Regions from separate parts of the Mus musculus genome. Here all the other regions are linked to region 1. A link is a contact called in public HiChIP or PLAC-seq data. All regions are on one chromosome and are shown on one strand. Each heading gives the region's core, a stretch centred on a gene start, on an enhancer-like site or on the middle of the called end of the contact. The rest is flanking DNA. Distances are from core to core; before and after follow the strand shown.

Region 1 (2,998 bases), core at 343-2,842:
TCTCTCCTTCCCTCCATCCTCTCTCTCTCCTCCCTCCCTCTTCCTTCCTTCCATCCTTCCTTCCTTCCTTCCTCCCTCCCTCCCTTCCTTCCTCCCTCCCTCCTTCCTCTCCCTCCCTTCCCTCCTTCCCTCCTTCCTTCTCTCCTTCCCTCCATCTTCTCTCTCTTTCTTTCTTTCTTTCTTTCTTTCTTTCTTTCTTTCTTTCTTTCTTTCTTTCTTTCTTTCTTTCTTTCCCTCTTTCTTTCTTTCTGGAAAGTACTGATGGGGAAAAGCCATAAGTTCTGGGACAAAGCTCCAGGCCTGTCCCTGCCCCCAACCCCTGCCCTTCACCTTTGCTCTAAGCAGGCGAGAGAGCCAGGGGCCTGCTGACAGTCTTTCTTTGCCCTGGTTTCTGCCATCCTCCTGTGTAAATCCAGCTGCCTGTGCCCGAGTCAGAGGACTTCCTGAAAGGCCCTTGGCTGCAGGATGGCCCTCACACTCTGGTCTGTGTCAGGCTGCAAGGTTTTCAGAGTGAAAACTTGTTGCTCTGCCTTAATGTCAGCTGTTTCCTTTCTGGTCACACTGTGCCTTCCCTCTGCCATGTCCTCCCCCACATCTGGAGGAAGGTGTCCCCTGCACTAAGCCAGTGCCAATCAGATCACTCCTTCCTTCCTTTGCCACAGCAATTGGCTTGGAGATGGAACTTAGACTTATTCTTGCCAATGAGTTCCATCCTGCGCATCTGTGTCTATGCTGGGTGCAACAGTCAGCACAAGGCAGGGTCTGCTGCAGTAATAGGCAGCCTTGAAGTTTCAGCAAGGGCAACCCAAGCTCTTTGGGCCCTCCTTACTGTTCCCTTGATCCATGTTCAAGGGCACCAGGTGATGGGTGGTACCTCACCTCACCAGGCATCAAGGATGAAAATGTGCAGTCACGGAGGTGGGCTTTCTGAAGCTGGCCGAGCTGCTTAAGCATGGGGCCCTGTTGACCACCTTGGGCCCAGTTCTGTCTCAGAGAAAGAGTTCCTCTCCCTACTATGCCTCCAGCCCTCCCTTCTTGTGTACCTCGATTGGATTCTAAGGGTTGGCTCGAGTGACAGCCTTGCTTGCTGCATCCCCAGACTCACTTCCACAGTGTCTTGGCATAGAAGGGGCTAGGGAAACACCTCACTACTTAAGCTTCTCTCAGCAGGACTGAGGCCCAGAGCTTGGCCCCCAGAACTCACATGAAAGACAGATGTGGGTGAATGTGCCATCCCAGAGCCAGGGAGTCAGAGGCAGGCAGATGCTAGGGTTCACTGGCCAGCTTAGCTTACCTCTAAGGCTGACCTCTGCCTGCCACACACATTCACACACTTGCATACAGAAGGAGCTCTTTATGAGCACACAGTAGGAGGCATCCTTAAGCACACAGTAGGACATACCTACAAAGCCATAAGTGCTGGTACCACTAAGGTAAGCATCTGGAACCTAGGCTAGTAGTTACCTGGGCCATTTCAGGGAGCTCTGTCTTGGCTGTGGCCCCCTCTGGGGTGCACTTTGTTGAGCTGAGCTGGGTTGGGGAGGGGCTCGGAGAGAGGGTTGGTGTCTCCCTTGGGGTCACCAGGGGTCAATGAGCAGGGGTTGGGCTTATGAATTTCCTCTCAGGGCCCCAGACAATGGGGGCTTATTTGGTAATGTTGTTTCCTTGGCAACCATCTCTGTTCTGGAGAGTGGAGGTACTGGGGGTGGGGGAGGGCTGTGGAGAGAGAGGGGTTGCTGGAGGGGACACCTACTTTTAAGGTGCAAAACAGAGGCTAGTCTGTGTGGGTGTCTTACCTTCTCTGGAACTTGTCATTTCTAGGACAATTCCTTGCATTTTAAGGACATCTAGAGAGCTGAGTTTGAGTTTAGACATCTAACTCACTGTGTGACCTTGGGTCGATGACTTGCCCTCTCTGAATTTCAAGTTTTTCTCCTGTGAAGTAGGGGTAATTCTTTGTAGGGTGATTTGGGAGAGACAAGCACATTATGGGGCGTGACAGAAGGCCCTTCTGAGCACTTGTTTCTCATTTGATTGGTTCTTACTGCTTGGATTTAGTCACCTCCTTGGTCAGCATCTTAGAGTCACTGTTGTTGTGATGAGACACCACAACCAGCATGGGGAGGAAAGGGTTAATTCTGCTCACACTTCCACACCACAGCCCATCACCAAAGAAAGTCGGGAAAGGAACTCAAGCAGGGAAGGAACCTGGAGGCAGGAGCTGATGCAGAGGCCATGGAGGGTGCTGCTTACTGGCTTCCTCACCATGGCTTGCTCAGCCTGCCTTTTTTTTTTTTTTTTTTAAAGATTTATTTATTTATTTATTTATTATATGTAGCTGTCTTCAGACACTCCGGAAGAGGGAGTCAGATCTTATCACGGGTGGTTGTGAGCCACCATGTGGTTGCTGGGACTTGAACTTCGGACCTTTGGAAGAGCAGTCGGGTGCTCTTACCCACTGAGCCATCTCACCAGCCCTCAGCCTGCCTTCTTATAGAACTCAGGGCCACCAGCCCAAGGATGGCTCCACCAACAACGGGATTGCCACACCCATAATGGGCTGACCACACCCACAATGAACTGGCTCCACCCACAATGGGCGGGCCCCCATCAATCACTAATCAAGAAAACTGCCCATAGGCTTATGGCGGTATTTTTACATCAAGGCTTCTCCTCTTTGAGGACTCTAGCAGCACAGAAAGCTTCCAGAGTCACACAGATCTGGAATTTCTAAGGACCAAGGTGGTTGTTCTGGGAGCTTGGCTGCCGAAGGGTCTTCATTATTGGTCATGAGTCACTTTCTGGCATGTGAAGAGACTGAGGTCAAGTCTAGGGTGCCCTTGTCCTGTCTCCCTGCCGCACCCTCCCTGTATATGGATTTGAGTGCCTCATTCCTGGCTGCCAGGGCTGCTTTGGTGCTGAGGCAGGGGCGGCAGCCTTGCAGGGCTGTTTTGTATCCAGAACAACTCAGGAACTGGAACTCATCGGACCTTCACGA
Region 2 (2,998 bases), core at 297-2,796, 550 kb after region 1:
CACACACATGTTCACATATATACACATTTCATACACATTCACACTTACACACATTTATAAGCATGCACACACATACACACATGCACATTTACATGCCAGGCTATGCACACATACACATACCACACATAGTCACATGTATATACATGTCATGTACACTCACAACTACACACACACTACACTCACACACATACATGTACACACACCAGACACATTCACATGTATACATATGTATACACATACATACATGTGCATATTCATGTACCAGAATACACACAGGTACACCACACACATTTGCATATGATACACACCACATACATTCACACATGTACACATTTATACATATGCACTTATACAAATCAGACTACACACACACATACACAAATGCACACACACACTAACATGCTACTAGCTGTTCACATTCAAGATCTGCAACTCTTTCTAGCAGGAAGGCAGGGGTTATGAAGCTGTGTCTCATTAGGCGGCGTGCTTGGGGTGGACATCACTGTTCTCTAACCTCTGCATCCTGAAATTCCATCAACTCCTATGCCCCGCCCTCCCCAGCCCATGTCGAGTCCCTTCCTCCCTGTCTCCCCAGGGGACCTCCAGGGTCTCAGAACCCAGTGAAGTACCTTCCTCTTCTATGCACTCTGGGGGGGTGGGGTGGGGGGGGGAGGGCTATGGGAGGGACCTAGCAGTCAATCCTTAGCAGGTGAAGGGCTGGGCAGAGCGTCGGGAAGGCGTGGCCCATACTGATGAAAAGGAACAATCCACACTCATCCCCAGCCACATACTTGTCTTGATGCACGAACGTCCTGTGGGTGATTCGAACAGTAGGGTAAGTGAGGCCGATGGGCCACTTCAGTCTGCTTAAGAGCTTGGGTCTCCGATGCAGCTAGAGTGGTGGCCTCTGCTGTCCCAGGCATTTAATACACACTGGAGGATCCAGTCCTCTCTCGTGGAGAAATGAGACTCCCTGGGTCAATCCTGCGGGCCTGTGTTATATGGGCCCTCCACTGAACTTCCCTCAGCTCCAGTGCTCAACCCTTTGTGGAGACGATGGAATGACAACTCTCTCTGAATTCATTTCACGAGATGGCTTCCCTGTGAGCCTGGACCTTTTTGCTAGGTGACCCAAGGCCCCAGATGGCCTCCTGTACCACCCCCCCAGTTTCCTATAAAATCCCAAAATTTGCAGCCAAGGCCCATCTGACGGGCCCTGTTACAAAAGCTGTTGCCTGCCAAAGTCCCAGTATGTGGGCTACCTCATCTTTGTAATATTAGAAATATTGAAAATAGCTCACAGACGACACCATCCCACACCACGTCAGCCACTGCTGCTGGCCCAGCGCCCAAGGCCCGGCTCTGTGGGTCTCACATGACCACCTTGCTGCCTTCAGGGCTGGGCTAGTGAGGGCATCCACAGGCCCAGAACCTTCTGGTGTGTTCGAGGTTTAACCCTTCTCGCCAGAGCCAGCCAGTCCTGAGGAGGCGGGGCGAGGAGGAGGCCCACTCAGCCAGGACCATGGATCCCCCTTTAGCTGGCGGAACATCAAACTCTCCCAAAGTACTTCCATGTGGTGCCAGGCCTGCGCCCGAGCCCTTCACGTTGGATTAGTCCCGGGGCCGTCGGACAGCCGCGTCCTCACAACTCTGCTTTCATGCTTGCCCACAATTTGAATGTCATCACACAAAATCAAGGCTAATTGTGAACAGGCCTGCCCCCCCCCCTCCCCTCCTCCCCTCCCCCTCCCCCTCCGCCTTCCCGACCACATCTGGATTCCACAACCTCTCCCGGGGCCTGGAGACCTGCTCAGGCTGCGAACTCTCGGTCTCTAACTTGATTTCCTTTCCTGTCTCCCGGCCTCCTAAATATATATACATCATGGAATGTTCTTTTCTTTCCTCTGCCTTTGGCCTTGGGGTTACCGTTGTCAAGACCGCCCTGCCTGTGAACCCTGCCTTTCTGGGCTTGCTCCCAGCAAGGCCGAGCCTCCTACAAAGCCCAGGGCCTCACTCTGTGCTAAGGTGGATGTAATCTTCTACTCTCTCCTACCAGCCACCACCATCTGCCCTTCAGACAATCTGTCCCACCAGGCTTTGCCCCCTAGTATGACAGATACCTCAATGTGACCACGTCACCTCTAGTCCCCCACCCAGCTGTCAGTGATATCTGAACCCCAGCAAAGGAGAAATGATCTTGCCTGTCAAGGTTTCTAGACTGAGGAGATATATTTGGGGCAGAGGAAATGGAGGTACTTTGTCAACCGTGATGAACCCCAAAGGAGACAACTGAGGAGTCTGCTTGGGACCTGTTCCAGTAGATTAAGGAGAGACTCTGGAGGCTCTCCGTGGGCTGAATGTACCCTTAGGACCCAGGGCTCTTTGGAATGGATGGGGTTTGGGAAGCAGGGTTTGGGGGTAAGCACCAGTTGGTGCCAAATATGCAGTCAAAACTCCCCCAGAGGGGCCCTTATGTTAGAGTGACGTTGGTTTTATCTATGGAAACAGTTATGTCGTCTCAAAGGCTGTGGGTGGCCATTTGACAGCTCATCATGTGGCAGAGAAGCTGTGGCCAAGAAAAAGATATTCACCCAGCCCTGAGATAAAGGGGGTCCTGTCCTTGGGGTGCTAATCGTGCTTGCTGAGGGACCCCCCAGAGAAGATGGCCCATTCTGAGGGAAACCAAGATGGACAGGAGACTCTGCATCTGGGTCCCTATTCAGGGGCAGTTGCCCAGGGTGGGGTTTCCAGCCCAGACCACAAGGAGGCTGGAGTCAGGGGTTCAGAAAAAGGCAATGGGAGGGAAGGATTGGAGCCAGCTCTCCCCAAGGCCTGGGTCCCTCACACACTGCTTGGGACCTGAGCAGGGACCTTGCCCTTCAGGGTAGGGTCACTCCCACCTCCCCTCTTGAGGTACCAGCTCATGCTGAGCCTGTTTGCCTGAGATTCACCCTGATCTGGCCCAAATACTTACCATTCTCTTTTCCAGGGGCAGAAA
Region 3 (2,998 bases), core at 227-2,726, 520 kb after region 1:
AGTACCCAAAACAAACATCCTTAGAAGCTGTAATCTGGACCGTTGGTGGCTCTCGTGGTTGCAGTTGTGTGGTTTGACAGCAACACTTCTCATCCCCAGTGAGGAAGTCGGGGGCTGGGAAAGGAGCAAGTTTGCTGTTTGCTGCTGGTTTGGGCTTTCTTTTTCCCAGATTTATTTTTTATTTTATGTATATGGGTGTTTTGCCCGCGTGCATGACTATGCACGATGTACATAAAGTGCCTGTGGAGACCAGAAGAGGGCGTCAGATCCCCTAGTACTGGAGTTACTGATGGTTGTGAGCCACCACGTGGGTGCTGGGAACCAAGCCGGGGTCTTCTATAACAGCAGCAGGTGCTCTCAACAACAGAAGCATCTCTCTAGCCCCTTGGGTGAGGTCTCACCATGTAACCTGGCTTCCAATGTTCCTGCCTCAGCTTCCCAAATGCTGGGTGACAGGTTTGGACTGCCACACAGTGGGGATAAATAATGTTTCTTAAGCCTCGCTGTGGGTGGCCAACTCAGGCACTGCCCAGACAAACAGGGCGGGAAGGAAGGTCCTGTGTGCAGTGACCCCAAGAATCAAAGATGGTCCGTTTCCTGGGGCCCTGAGGCTACCTTGTTAGCAGGGACTCTGTGGCTCGAAGCTCACAGAGGCTCCCCACACGGCCAGGCATCACTGGGCAGCCACCTCCACATCTGCATGAAGTTACTGTTAAGTGTACTTTACAGAGGAGGGAGCTGGGGCTCAGAGAAGGAACGTGGTTAACCTGAGGTCACACAGCAGTCTTTCATAGGAGATAGAAATAGAACCAGACTGCCTAGCCCCAAAGCTTTCGGCCACATTCTTTGCCCCTCTGCCACTGCTCTTCCTACAGCAACCTCAAGGGCCTTTGCCCCAGAGTCTGCGATAGGAGCATGAGCATGGCCCCTGCCCTGCTTATCTGACAAAGCGGCGTTCTTGGATTTTCACATTGTCTGCGCTGGTGCCAATCATCCTAGCTCCCTTAGAGGAAATGAGGACAGCTTGAAGAACCCTTGTGTTGCGGAGTGTGCGCAGCGAAATCCCTCCGCTCAGGAGAGAGGGTTAAAGTGGGCGTGCTCAGGCCCGCTCTCCTCTTCTGTTCTCCCCTCTTCCACCCAACCTCCCACAGGACTTGACTCAGCCCTGCCTGAGCCTTCGGAGACCTGTGTCACACTGCTGGGTGGTCTCTGGCCGGAGCCCCATCCTCCCCAAGGCAGGGCCCCTCTTCCTCTCCCAGCACGAAACTTCAGACCATCCTCGGCGGACAACAGAGGAGTCCTTCAAACATTAGAGGCCCAGAGGACTTAAAAACCCAAGTAGCTCCTAAACAGAGAGAGGCCTTTCAACCGCAGACAGAGCAAGGCTGCATTTGTTTCCAAAAGCAGAGGGCCCAGGAGAGAGAAAGGAGCCTCCTTGCGGCTCCCGGGGAGGAGCTGGTGGGGTCAAAGGGCACATTCCGATCTCTAAGATGCATTGACAAGCTCCGCCTCCTTCAGCCCTGTAGGAGACCTGGGGACCAGAGGGGGGTGCCGCTGCTGGAGGGTGTAGGGGGCCTCCAAAGCAGGCTGGCCGCAAAGTGAAGGCAGGAGTCGGCCTCCCGCAGGCAGGCCAGAAAAGAATTCTCAGGTCTTATGGAAGGAGCAGGGAGCTAAAGGCAGGGCCCCGGAGGTGGGCAGTTACTGGAATTTGTGGAGAAGTTGGAAGTTAGGGAGGGAAGTCCTGAGTGACAAGGTGGGGGCTGACTGACCATTTGTAAGTCAGCAGCAAGCAGGACCCCCGCTGGGGGCCTGACTTCCCTCCCAGCCAGGGCTGGGCCACCATGGACAGCTGTGTTGCTATCTCTGAGCCTCAGGTTCCTCAGTTGTGTCTGGCCCCAAAGTCATGGATTGAGAATCCATGAAGACAAGAGAAACCTCAATGCCCGAGGGTGAGGCTGGTATGTAGGATACCTCACCTGGAGGAGGCACCGCAGGCCCAGGAATCCCACTCCCCGCACCCCACAGTTTTCTCTTGCTGGTACTTTGGTTGAAGCACCCCTTTCCAAGACATCATTTCCCTTCAGAGAAAGTAGGGAGATGGCTGTACAGGTTCAGAAGCAAATGATATGGAGTGTCGGGGGGGTTAAGAGTGAACGTGCAATGTGGGCAGTATGTGCGTGGTGTGCAGTGTGCGCATCTGTGGTGATGTGTTGTATTATGTGCATGTGGGATGAGGTGTGTATAGTGTATGTGTGTGGGATGAGGTGTATAGTGTGTGTATGTGGGGTGAGGTATGTTCAGTGTGTATGTGTGGTAAAGTGTGTATAGTGTATGTATGTGGGATGAGGTATGTAATGTCTATATGAGGGATGAGGTGTGTGCTGTGTGCATGTGTGGGGAGGTATATAGTGTGTACATGCGGGGTGAGGTGTGTACTGTGTGCATGTGGGGTGAGGTGTGTATAGTGTGTGTATGTTGGGTGAGGTGTGTACTGTGTGCATGTGGAATGAGATGTGCTGTGTCTATATGTGGGGTGAGGTGTGTAGTGTGTGCATGTGGGTTGAGGTGTGTAGTGTGTGCATATGGGGTGATGTGTGTAGCATGTGCATGTGGGTTGAGGTGTATACTGTGCGCATGTGTGGTAAGGTGTGTAGTGTGTACATGTGGGGTGAAGTGTATACTGTGTGCATGTGGGGTGAGGTTGTAGTGTGTGCATGTGGGGTGAGGTGTATAGTGTGTGCATGTGGGGTAGGTAACACGTGTAGCATGTGCATTGGGGTGAGGTGTGAACTGTGTGCTGTGTGACCAGCTGCCTCACTGTCCTGCAGCCATGGCTTCCACCATGACAGACAACACACCGTATGCTGTGAGCCACCATGGCCCCTCTGTTCCTCACATTGCTCTGCTCAGACATTTGTCACAGCGGGGAACAACTGAGACACCCACACCAGACAGTGTGTCGGTGGCTTGGGCCTTGCCCTGTGTTACTGGAAGGTAG

What was found. HiChIP or PLAC-seq counts read pairs in DNA pulled down with a chosen protein or histone mark.
Region 2: an H3K4me3 HiChIP or PLAC-seq map of craniofacial prominence shows a contact between it and region 1, with 5 times the contacts expected there. The contact joins the enhancer-like site here to the promoter of 1700016B01Rik in region 1. A contact is called at or near these places in 7 of 115 datasets of contacts at active chromatin or transcription factors (T-cell acute lymphoblastic leukemia, craniofacial prominence, embryonic basal ganglia and 4 more) and 2 of 9 other capture datasets (embryonic tail and embryonic trunk).
Region 3: a contact with region 1 is called in an H3K4me3 HiChIP or PLAC-seq map of craniofacial prominence, with 4 times the contacts expected there. The contact joins the enhancer-like site here to the promoter of 1700016B01Rik in region 1. A contact is called at or near these places in 1 of 15 datasets of contacts at CTCF or cohesin (embryonic stem cells), 4 of 484 Hi-C or Micro-C datasets (bone marrow-derived macrophages, embryonic fibroblasts, myocytes and 1 more), 8 of 115 datasets of contacts at active chromatin or transcription factors (cardiomyocytes, craniofacial prominence, embryonic basal ganglia and 5 more) and 1 of 9 other capture datasets (embryonic stem cells).

What each region holds. Positions count from the first base shown.
Region 1 is chr5:112,154,821-112,157,818 of GRCm38.p6, reverse strand. 1700016B01Rik (RIKEN cDNA 1700016B01 gene) reads right to left here and starts at 1,592. Exons shown (of 2, transcript NR_166436.1): 1 at 1,465-1,592.
Region 2 is chr5:111,600,794-111,603,791 of GRCm38.p6, reverse strand. No RefSeq gene overlaps it. Among named protein-coding and RNA genes, the nearest start is that of C130026L21Rik, 21 kb to the right of the region's middle. RefSeq lists an enhancer at 1,053-2,530. Within about 2 kb of position 1,546, at least 33 of the 459 cell types and tissues checked have an H3K27ac peak or open chromatin away from gene starts, as enhancers often do. A contact at or near this core is called in craniofacial prominence, where this site is marked.
Region 3 is chr5:111,630,174-111,633,171 of GRCm38.p6, reverse strand. No RefSeq gene overlaps it. Among named protein-coding and RNA genes, the nearest start is that of Gm36386, 32 kb to the left of the region's middle. Within about 2 kb of position 1,476, at least 74 of the 459 cell types and tissues checked have an H3K27ac peak or open chromatin away from gene starts, as enhancers often do. A contact at or near this core is called in craniofacial prominence, embryonic stem cells and nephron progenitors, where this site is marked.